2 separate regions of the Mus musculus genome follow, and region 1 is linked to region 2. Evidence: chromatin contacts called from public Hi-C data. All regions are on one chromosome and are shown on one strand. Each heading gives the region's core, a stretch centred on a gene start, on an enhancer-like site or on the middle of the called end of the contact. The rest is flanking DNA. Distances are from core to core; before and after follow the strand shown. Region 1 overlaps Hck (hemopoietic cell kinase). Region 2 overlaps Xkr7 (X-linked Kx blood group related 7).

Evidence for each region. A called contact is a pair of places that touch in the nucleus more often than the background predicts.
Region 1: a Hi-C map of bone marrow-derived macrophages shows a contact between it and region 2, with 49 read pairs. The contact joins two enhancer-like sites. A contact is called at or near these places in 6 of 39 promoter capture datasets (the 3T3-L1 cell line, the C10 cell line, the HPC-7 cell line and 4 more), 14 of 484 Hi-C or Micro-C datasets (3T3-L1-derived adipocytes, the G1E-ER4 cell line, bone marrow-derived macrophages and 8 more), 4 of 115 datasets of contacts at active chromatin or transcription factors (the HPC-7 cell line, embryonic stem cells and large pre-B cells) and 2 of 9 other capture datasets (adipose tissue and embryonic stem cells).

What each region holds. Positions count from the first base shown.
Region 1 is chr2:153,127,864-153,133,538 of GRCm38.p6, reverse strand. It overlaps Hck (hemopoietic cell kinase), which reads right to left. Exons shown (of 13, transcript NM_010407.4): 3 at 5,234-5,276; 4 at 4,397-4,496; 5 at 3,597-3,695; 6 at 2,215-2,318. Among named protein-coding and RNA genes, the nearest start is that of Hck, 22 kb to the right of the region's middle. Within about 2 kb of position 4,413, at least 8 of the 459 cell types and tissues checked have an H3K27ac peak or open chromatin away from gene starts, as enhancers often do.
Region 2 is chr2:153,035,647-153,041,254 of GRCm38.p6, reverse strand. The region is part of intron 1 of Xkr7 (X-linked Kx blood group related 7); the gene reads right to left. Among named protein-coding and RNA genes, the nearest start is that of Xkr7, 6.6 kb to the right of the region's middle. Within about 2 kb of position 2,529, at least 9 of the 459 cell types and tissues checked have an H3K27ac peak or open chromatin away from gene starts, as enhancers often do.

The DNA.
Region 1 (5,675 bases), core at 3,164-5,663, 90 kb before region 2:
ACATACAAATAAAAAGAACAAAGAAAATCTGGTCTGATTACTAAAGTGTGAAAATAGGCACTGTGGTCAGCTGCATAGTATCCAGGATGCTCTTATGTGAACACCTGCAGCTGGGAAATATGTGACCTTACATGACAGAGTGTCCAGGGGTGTCCCAGGGAACTCAGAGGGGTCCTTAACAAAAGGACTCAGTTTGTGAACATGCTAGTGGAAATAGGTGTTGGAGAGGAACAGCCATGAGCCAAGCAGCACTTGTGGCCTTTCAAAGCCCACAAGGACAGAAAATGAAATGGAGCCCTGCCCCCGCCCCTACAAGACTCCAAAATGAGCCAGCCCCACAGACATCTTGACCAGAGACCAGCAAACTCAGACTCTTGGCTTCCAGAACTGAGAGACAATACAGATGTGTGGCTCTAAACTGTCCAGCTTACAGTAATCTATGATTTGGATTGTCACACAGACCAGAGATACACAAGCATTCCAATCTGTGGCCGCAGTCCACCACGTGTGAGCTATGTTACCTAGCTTCTCTGCCTTTCATATTTCCTCCTTCTTATAATAGCACAATGTCATTGAGGGAAGTTTAGATTGTTGAATGACAACTGACAACAAGCCAAGCTGTTCTAAGCATGCTGGCCAAATGAACAGTGAATGACAGGAACAGTGTGCGTTTTCATCAATTAAAATTACTTGGATCGTATCATTCATCATAGTGAATAGTCTCACGAGGCAGATGCTTTATAGACGTATCAGCCTCACTTTATAGGTGACATACTCACTTGGAGTCACACAGCTGGCAAGTAGCACATTTGGGTTCCAAGGCTGTCCGGTTGGCTCCTTCTTAGCCTATCCCAGTCAAGGGGAACCTGGTGTACCTGGTGCTAGACAGGGTGTGCAGGATCTGGAAAGCAGCCAAGTGCTTGGGACCGTGTTCTAAATCAGGCAGATCCCCAGCAAGCCCCCTCCTCCAGGGGGCTGTGGAAGCGAGTCCAGGCCACCTTCCTGTCCACAGGTCTGTCACTGGGCTGTTGGTTTCTTTGCCTCTCAGTAGAACTAGACAGGTCAATCTCTAAGCTACTCTAGGCACAGCGGGAGACAAGCTGGGCCTCCCTGTAGCCTAAATGCTCACAGACCTCAGACAGAGACCAAATGGCTGGTCCCAGACTCTCAGATGCCTTTGATGTCCCCCAAACTAGATGCCTCATAGTACCAACCAGATCACACTTTATACAGCTGGCTTGGCCTGTTCAAATCAAGTGGTCTGAGTTCAAAGAGCCAAAGGCTCGCTGTGCATGTGGAATCTGAAATCGTGCACACAGCATGTGGCATTGCTGCCCTGGGGAAACTCACCCATGGGAATGCCAGTCGGAACCAGTCTATGTGGTTCGAGGTGACTCTTTTTCTCTAGATAGGGTTTCTTTGTGTAGCCCTAGATGTCCTGGTACTTGCTCTGTAGACCAGGCTGGCCCTGAACTTAGAGATGCCCCTGCCTTTGCGGTGTTTTTATTTTATTTTTAAACTCTGGTCACCCATTCCATATGACTCTTTGCCAACACGGAGATTTGGGGACAAGACTCTTGACACCAATGACATCTTCCCATCCACATGCCCACAAAAGAGCTTCCTCCCTTACATCTTATGGGGTAGGGGACATGCATGTCACTGTCATGCTTGTAGAGGCCAGAGGACAATCTTCAGCTGTTGGTCCTTCCTCTTTATTGTGTAGGTCCTGGGGATGGAACTCAGCTTGTCAAATGACCTCGGCATCTCCAGCTAAGCCATCTCACTACCCCTCCCCCACTGATAGAGAATTTTAGGTGAGTCTCAGAGGCACAGGGCCAGGTCCTGTTTTGGGTCAAGTTCTATCTCACATAGCACTGTTTCCTCTCCTGGGAGGAATGGGACTTGTGGACAGGACAAAGTAGTGTGGCTATTTAAAACAGACCAGGATCTAGTGGGGACCAAGTTTCAGCATGATGTTTGCTTGCTTTGGGGGCTCAAGCCACTTCTGATGATCTAAGCCTGCATCTTCTAGAACTAGAAGAAGCCACCTAGTCCAGGCCCTTAACCCTCTTCTTGCTCAGAGCAGCAAATGACAGGAAAAAACTTGGCAGTATGGACACTTGACTGAGCTGTTCAACCCTCCTCAGAGGACTTCCCTAAGGTTGGAGAGGCGCCTTGCCTGGGCACAGGAGGAGGGAGGGCTGGCATCACCTTTGGTGGTCTCACTGTCCCGGATCATGAAGGAGCCCAGCATGTTGCCTGGAGCCAGGAGGTGGCGCTCTGCATCCTTCCGGCTGATCCCCTTGAAGAACCACCTGTCAGGAGTGAATGAGGGACAGTGTGAGACTCAGGATGGACCAGCCTGCCCTGCTCACGTGCTGCCCCAGGCCATACAGAGCACAGCCCACTCAGATCGGGGGCCCAAACACCTGACCTCAAGAAGCATTGTTTTTCTTACTTTTTAGGGGGTGGGTTAGTGGGAAAGAGCTAATCTTTTTTTTTTTTTTTTCTTCTTTGCTATTTTGGATACTTATGGAAAAGTTCATGTCGTAGTGGCTGAAGTTCTTTTCATCCTCACAAGAATAAGGAGCAGTCTGTGTACCACAATGGGGAGAGAGTCCTGAACAGATATCAGCATGCCTGTCAGGTGACTTTTGTTCTATGGGTCTCTGCTGCCTCCGTTATCAATAAGGGAGAAAGATAGTTAACATTCATAGTTTCCCACCACCACCCCAACACAGCATTTTATTATATAGCTCTGCTGTCCTGGATCTCACAATGTAGACCAGGCTAGCCTTGAACTTACAGAGATCCATATGCCTCTGCCTTCCAAATGTTGGAATTAAAGAACTGTGCCACTAAGCTTAGCTCATTTGTCAATTTAAAAAATATTAATTATTTCTCTCTCTCTCTCTCTCTCTCTCTCTCTCTCTCTCTCTCTCTCTCTCTCCTATATGTATGTGTGTGTGTGTGAGTGTGCGCGTGCTTGCATGGGCATGTGTGAGCTGGTACCCAGGGAAGCCAGAAGGGTGTGAGATCCCCTAGAGCTGGAGTTACAGGCAGTTGTGAACCTCCATGTTCAGGTCCGGAAGGGCAGCCAGTGTTCTTAACCACTGACTTCTGCCCCAACTCATCAAGAGCTTATACGTGATCATCGCCTTTATTCTTCTTATTTTATAGTGCTCAAAGCAGAGAACAGAGATGATAAGGGGCTTGTCTGGGGCTACACAGCATGGAAGTGGAAGAGTCAGGATTAGAACCTAGGCAGTCTAACCCCAGAGCGCAGGTGTGAGAGCTCAACACTCAAGAGGGAGGGAGGCAGACAGTGCATGTGCAGACAATTTAAAAAAAAAAAGCAACGTCCCTTTTTGCCTGTGGGATATATTCAGAAGGAAGTAAAAACACCTCTCCGAGAGAGTCACAGAGAGACCATTTTGAACAGGTCTGAGACCTGAAGCATGGGAATGACCCAGCCAAGCCAAGAGCCCCAGGCAGAAGGTGCCAGACAGGGGAGAGAGTGTGTGCAGAGATGCTAAGGTGGCAGGCCAGTTTTGCTCTGGCTGCCTTCTGGAAGGCAGAACTGGAACACTTACTCTTCTGTCTCCAAAGAGTTAACTCGAGCCACATAGTTGCTTGGGATGTAGCCTTCCTTCTTGGTAGCCAGGGACCGTGCCTTCCACCACTCCCCAGCCCTAAGGAAAAGGAGGGAGAAGAGGATCAGCTGGCACAGGAACCTTTTACAGCCTGCTGTGGCCCCCCACCTGGGTCTAGAAGCTCTCCTTCCCACCCTCAGGAAGCCAGGAGCATGAGGGGTGGGGGAACCTAGCACGTGCTGAGGAGTCGCCACAGGAGTCTGGGCTGAAACCACAGTCTGGGTCTTTGGATCCATTCTTTTTCCTGGACTTGTGTCCTTGGCTGGACTATCTGACCCAATCCAGGACCTGTGTCCTGGAAGCACTCACACTGGTTCAGCTGCGGCCCTAAGGAGAAGGCCGCGGGCTCAAGAGTTTGGCTACACATGACAAGGTATCATTCCCAGATCTCAGTACAAGCTGAACTCTTGTAAGAGGTCCTGATGGTGAAGACTGTGACTATCACAGGTGGGGAGCTCAGAGACCCTGGGATTGCTAAAGGGGCCAGGCCCACAGGGCAGCCTGGAGCCCAGACACTTAGGCCTCTATCCCTTAGGAAGGCTTTGTGGAGAGCCTGTCAGAGAGGACATAGTTTCCATCTCTGGTTTTGTTACTGAGAGGTAGGTCCTATATGGTGTGCAGTCAGATTCTCATCATTTACTCCCAGAATTAGGCTGTTGGGCTCTTTAAAGATGCAAAACAGAAGTGTAGCTAAGCCCTGCAGGTGGGTGTGTCTCAGGGGGGACCAGGCTAGAACTCACTCCTCCAGAACCACCATCTGGTCTCCCTTCTGGAAGCTGAGGTCTTCACGGTGAATAGCCTCATAGTCGTACAGTGCGACCACAATGGTATCCTCAGAGCCTGCCAAGACGGGAGATGCCAGGATGGGTCCCCGTGCCATCCCCCCAGTTCCCGACTCCTTTACACCAGAGCAGCCCCCTGTGCTGGGGCCTGTGCTGGTTAAAGCCTTCAGGGCTCTGTTCACACCACTGGACAGCATTCTAGAAAGACAAGAGCCCGGGCAAGGAGCTCAGGTAATTTAGAGACTATACAAGGGTGCTGGTTAGTTTTTGTTACCTCGACACAAGGTAGAGTCACCTGGGAAGAGGGAACCTCAAAGATAGAGTAGGCCAATCAGATTGACTGGTGGGGAAGTCTGCAGGGATTTTTTTTTTTTTTCTAGATTGATGGTTATTGTGGAGGAATTGGTGGTTGGCTGGCCCACTAGGAACCATGTGCTTCCCCTGAACAGCTGCTTTTGGGTTGTATAAGAAAGCAGGTTGAGCAAACCAGTAAGCACCTTTTCTCTGCTTCAGTTCCTGTCTCTAGCTAACTGCTGGGTTCCCATTCTGACACTCTGACTTCCCTCAGTGACAGACTGTGACCCACAGACTGCAAGATGAAACAAACCCACTCCTCCCCCAAGTTGCTTTTGGTCAGAGTGTATTAATCACAACTTCACAAAAGCCAAGTACAGAGGTTTTTTGTTTTGTTTTGTTTGTTTTTTTTTTTTTTTTTACTTTCCCCCATCAGTTACAACTCAGAATCTAAGCTAATGGATGTATCTGATGCTGAGACCCAAGCTTCCAGATACTCACCCTCCACAAACCCTGGGGGCATGCTGTTGCTGTTGTTTGGTCCCTGCAGGAAGAAACAGGAAAAGGACATGAGTCTGAAATTGTGAGGATCCTGTGTTGAAAAGGTCACCCTTTTCAACCCACCTGGGTCTTGGTAGGAGAGAATTACAGACATAGGCAGGGTCACATGGCATGATAAAGAACAGAGTCTGTACATGGATAGAGCTATCTTAAAATGTGATCGGGACCCTTGCCTTGAAATACTGGGAAGGGCTAGGTTGATCCTCCCACCCAGTGAGGGAACTGGTCCAGATCTGTGTTGCTTAGAGATGTCTGAAGGTATCTTGGGTTTACCAGGTTTCTCACGGACAGACTCCATCATGTGCATGGAGCAATCTGACAAAGGGACACTGCCATCAGAACCACAGGTCTCCAAGTATCACTTAGATGAGATCACACAAAT
Region 2 (5,608 bases), core at 1,280-3,779:
CATTGAGTAAAGCACTTGTGCATGTGTGGAGACTAGCATTATAGTGTGTGTGTGTGTGGTGTAGTGGTGTGTGTGCCTGTAATCCCAGCATGCCTTTGGTGAGATGGGGAAGCAGAAAGAAGAGAAGCCCCAGTAAGCAGTGGACCAGCTAGCCCAGTGTACACAAATGCAAAGCAAGAAACCCTGCCTCAAGGTGTAAGGCTAGGACTGACTACCCAAGGTTGCCCTTTGACCTCTGTACATGCCCATAGCATATCCCCTCTTGCACTCACATATGAAGACATAAACACACACTCAATATATATATTCAAAGCTGGAAAGATGGCTCAGCAGTTAAAAGCATGGGCTGCTCTTACAGAGGATCTGAGTCTAGTTCCCAGCACCCATATCACACAGCTCTCGGCTGCCTGTAACGTAAGCCAGGAGCAAGTGATGTTTATACTAGCTTCTGAGGACAACTGCACTCACATGCACACCCTACTCTCACATGTACACATATAATTTAAAATGTTTTCCAAAAGCATATACTTAGCTAGCAGAAAGTAAAATGGTTTAGAACCCACACAGGTGCACTCAGGGGTCTTGACCACATAATTTTCAGCCCTGGCTTTGCTATCAACTGGGAGCCTACTCCTTTCTGTAACTCAGCTTCACATCTGTAAAATGGGTCAATAATACTAGCTAATGTGGAGCACTGCTGTGTGCTGAATAATGCTTGATAATGTATAAAACATGGTCTATGTATTCATTCAGTATGCCTGTACATATAGCCAATATACCTACCCACAGGGACTGTTAGCCCTTCCTCCAAGATGATAAGGAACCAAGGTTTAGAGGGTTAAGTGGATCATTGAAAACCGTGTGGGTGGTGGGATAGGGTTTTGGTTCTGCAGGTCCTTGTTCTTCATCCTGTCTGTCACAGAGGCAATAATGTAATCTAAGTCTTAATTAGTAATATTGTTTTTAAGACAGGGTCTTACTTTGTAGCCTTAGCTGACTCTCTATGTAAACCAGGTTGGCCTTGAACCCATCTCTCAAGTGCTGGAATTACAGAGGTGGGTGCCATGGCACCCATCAAAATAGCTGAGTGTTACAACACACATGCATGTAATCAGTTATGTCCTAGTGAACTAAAAATCAGAAGTAAAGTCTTCAAACAATGCAAGAAATAGCTAACTGTGGGCTGGAGATAGAGCTCCAGTCGTGGGGTGCTTGCCTCCACAGCCCAAGTCCTTAGACTCCGTCCGTACCCAGCACCACATACATCAGGGTGTAGTGACATGCCCTGCAATCCTAGCTGAGGGAATCAGACGTTCAAGATCACCTGAGGCCACTTAGTGGCCATTGGTAAGACCCTGTCTCAAAACATAAGCCAACCTAAAATCTAATTAGCAAGTGGAAATCTCTCTTCATCATATTCCTTCTCAATGAGACGATTTGGGGGTGGCTGGAATGCATAACTCTTCCATAAACAAAACTGCCAAGAAAATTTCACTTTAGGAAAATAGAAAGATGGTTTTTGCCTGGTTGAATAAGCAGAAGATGGTGTGAGATGCTGAGGGTGGTCCTGGGTTTGTTCAGGAAAAGCTTTCAGAAAGAGGCAACATGGAAGTGTGGCCTTCAAAGGTGTCTTAGTTAGGGTTTCTGTTGCTGCAATGAAACACCATGACCAAAACGTTGGGGAGAAGAGGGTTTATTCAGCTTACACTTCTAGATTGATGTTCCACATCACCAAAGGAAGTCAGGACAGGAACTCAAACAGGGCAGGGACCTGGAGGCAGAAGCTGATGTAGAGGCCATGGAAGGGTGCTATTCTCTAGCTTGTTCCTCCTCAAGGCTTGCTCAGCCTGCTTTCTTATAAAACCCAGGACCAACAACTCAGGGATGGCACCACCCACAATGGGCTGGACCCTCCTCCGTTGATCATTGTTAAGAAAATGCCTTACAGCTGGATCTTATGAAGGCATTTTCTCAGTTGAGGCTCCTTCCCCTCTGATGACTCTAGCTTGTGTTAAGTTGACACAAAACCAGCCAGGACAAAGGGTGTGTGGGTTCCCTGGTTGGGGGGGGGCAAGAGAGGGTACAGACGGAGGAGGAGGAAGAGGAGGAGGAGGAGGCGGCAGGCCCTGGGCATCAGTGGAGCCAAGTGCTCTAATGGAGGGTTGGGGTGGGAGGGGAGCCTCTGATGCAGGGTTGGGGAGGGAGGGGAGCCTCTGATGCAGGGTTGGGGAGGGAGGGGAGCCAGTGGCACCCTGGGACTCCTGAGTATCAGATCCAGGGTCCCCAGTTGCCTCTGGTTGTGGGCAGGGTGGGGTGGGAGGGCCATGGTGGAGGAGGGCCAAAGCAGTTCCAGGTTTAAGAATTTGAACACTTTCACAAAGGCAGGGTGGCGAATGGAAAGGCCAGAGTAGATCTCAAATCACCTCCTCCTCTCCCCAGGGACCTTTGCCCCAGCTGCTGGGGTTCAAAGCCATTTCCTTCCAGCCCTTCCTCCCCTTGGATCCCCAGGGTTTCTCGCCTGTGTGGTCTTTATAGATCAGAAGACAGGGCCTAAGTGCTGCCTCTGTGTCTGTTAGGAGTGGCTCTGGTGGACTGTGGCTGCCCTGACAGCAGGGGAGGGAAGGGCAGAGTGCAGAGCACACCGGGGATGGTCTCCCCCGAAGGAGGGTGGGGAGGCCACACTGGAACAACCCTGCCAAGTCAGCACAGGGAGGAACATTTGTGAAGGGGCTGTAGCCAAGTCCAAGCGGTTGTAAACATGCTTCAGATGTAAGTGTGATGATTCAAAAACCCTAGACTCATAACCAATACAAAAGCAGTGGGTAACCGGGTTGAAATGATGGAGAGAGGATTGAGAGACACCATTTGGAGAGACTGTGATTTGGGAATGAAGCTACACATACATATGAAAACAGAAAGGGCTAATTACAATCAGATGCTTCTGTGTTCCAAGCAAGGTGTCGCACATGAAGCATATATTGTGTAGCTCATACACCCCAAGCCACATGATGCTGCTATGGTGACCAAGACGCAGGTTAAGTTATAACCTTTGCCCAAAGTCACAGAAAGCGGAAGATACAAGGGTATTGCATCTCACTTACTAGCCCAGCCTTCACCCACGTGCCATCTCTTGTAGTGAGGCCACCCTCCCCAGGTCATCTACTCTGCAAACTCGCTAGCTCCCTGCTCTGTTTCAGCTTTGTGTGTGTGGTGTATGTACCTGTGCGCATGTGCAGGTGTGCGCACAGAGACCACCGAAGGGTACCGGGTATCCTGTTGTTTCACTCTCTGCCTTATTCCCTTGAGACATGGTCTTTTACTGAGTGTGGGGTGAGAGTATTAGCCACCTGTCTCCATTCCTTCACCAGCACTTGGGTCACAGGCACATGTGGCCTTTTCTGTGGGTACCAGGGATCAGAGCTTAGCTCCTCATGCCTGTGCAACTCAGCTTTCCCCGCAATGAACCATCTACCCAGTCCCTAGTTCATCTTCTCACATAGCATTGCTACCATGTGATCCACTGTCGTCCACGCTGCCATCTTAATTACACCTTTATCCTTGGCACTTAGAACAGTTCCAGGTATACAGCAGGTGTTCCACAAGTAACTGCAGATTCAATCCGTGGGTGCCACATCACTGTGCCCCCCCCCCCACTCTACTCATTGGCTACTATTCACAGAGCAACGATGGTGCTAATCACAGCTACCAGGTTTTTTTTTAATTACATTTAAAGTATTTTGTGTGCACCTGTGTAGGGGTGGTTTGTGTGTGCCATGGCTCACATTGTGAAACTCATAGTTTTCGCCTTCCACCATGTGAGTCCCTTGGGTTGATCTCAGATTATCAGGCTTTGTGTCATTCTCCTGTACCTGCCGAGGCATCCCACTTGCCCTGCCACCAGGTTTTGAACACTTAAGTGATGGGAGCAGCGCTTGCTAAGTCCTTGGTATGTTTAAAGCCAGAAGCAGATAGGTACAGTTATGCTCTCTCCTTTGGAAGGCATGGGGATTAGGTGGCTTGATTTGAATGGAGATGCTGAATAAAGAGTTCAAACTCTTCACATTATGCCAAAGATGGAGCTCCTCAGAAGGGACCGAGAGCTTGATCTCTCAGCTGCACTGACTCACGACACAAGTTCTCTGGTGTGTGGGACTCGCTGGCACACACAGGCAGCAACAGTACAGCTGAACTTAGTGAGCTGTAAGAGGGAGGCCCCAGGAGCTCACCACCACCTCCCCCCCACCACCTCAGGGTGCTCAGACTCTGACAGCTGGGGAGGAATCCCATGCCAGGTCTCCTCACACTAATTGGCTTAGGAAGCCATGCTTATCTGGGCAAAGCTGGGGCCCATGAGTTCAAGATTAGGGAGAGCAGGATTCATGGCTTACTGCTTTGCTGCCCACAGGGTCAGAGGAGGCAGAGTTGGGACTTTAATTGGCTTAACAGCCCTCAGTGGCTTAACGGCTCAGAGGGCTTCGGGTGGAGGTAGATAAGGATAGGCTGGTGTCCAGCCCACAGCCAGCTTCATGCCCCACCAAAGGATCTCATTGCTGCTCTCCCAGGGACTCAGTCTGTTACTGCTTCGAGGCATTTTCTTAGGATTCCCAATACACCAAATGCACTATGTCAGGGATGCGGCTAGGTTTGAGGATTGGACAAAGCTGGGAAGGAGCCTCCCCTCCCCTCCTCCTGTAACGTCAATCAAGTTCCTTGACCTCTCTGAGCTTTGCTTCCTTGTCTGATGGGTGAAGGTATCACTAACCACAGAGGGAAGGTTTTAATACAGGATGCCTGGGACCTCTCACACAGGCCTTGTTAGCACACGGCAGGCGTGCGGTGTCTGTGAGCCCCTTCCTTTCATGTGATGTTCTGACTAAAGGACCTTATAGCTCGTGTGAAGTGTTTGCTAGAGGTGATATAAAGAACGCCTCGCTCCAATGTTTCCTTTGGCTGATGCTACTTTTTAAGTTGTGCGTGAGTGTGTGGTTGGTTGTGTATGTGTGTGTGCCACTGCACAGGTATGTAAAGACCTGGGAACAGCTTGTCAGGGTCAGTCTCTCCTATCTTGTGGGTCCTAGAGAGTGAACTCAGGTTGTCAGGCAGGCTTGGTAGCAGGCACCTTTACTCACAGAGTCATTTTTTTTTGGCCCTTGCTGACACTATTTTTTTTTTAAACATCTTAGTAGTTGATTTTCCAATTTCCCATTGCCCTTAAAAAAAAAAAATCAAGATGTGGCAATGTTGGACCCATGATTTCTCATGGAATCATTAGAGAGTGACCAGGTGGTATCTGTATCTTGTCTAGGACACTTGTATTCCATAACACTGCCCCCTTGTCTGACACCCCATGCGCCCTTGTCTAAGTGACTCCTCCTGGCTTTTGAAGGCACTGCGCAATCCTGGAGAGTTGAGATTGTCTTTCTGAGTGAAATTTAGAACTAAGTTAGTGTAGGATCAGGAAGAGAATAAACAGCAGTCTCTCGGGTGTCGCCCTAGAGGGCTCAGTTTTCTCTGGTTGCCCCAGCCTTGCCGCTTAGAACATCTTCTGGAATACCTCATGTGGTAAGCCAACATGTGCCAACACCACTTAATTTCTAGGCATGCCAGA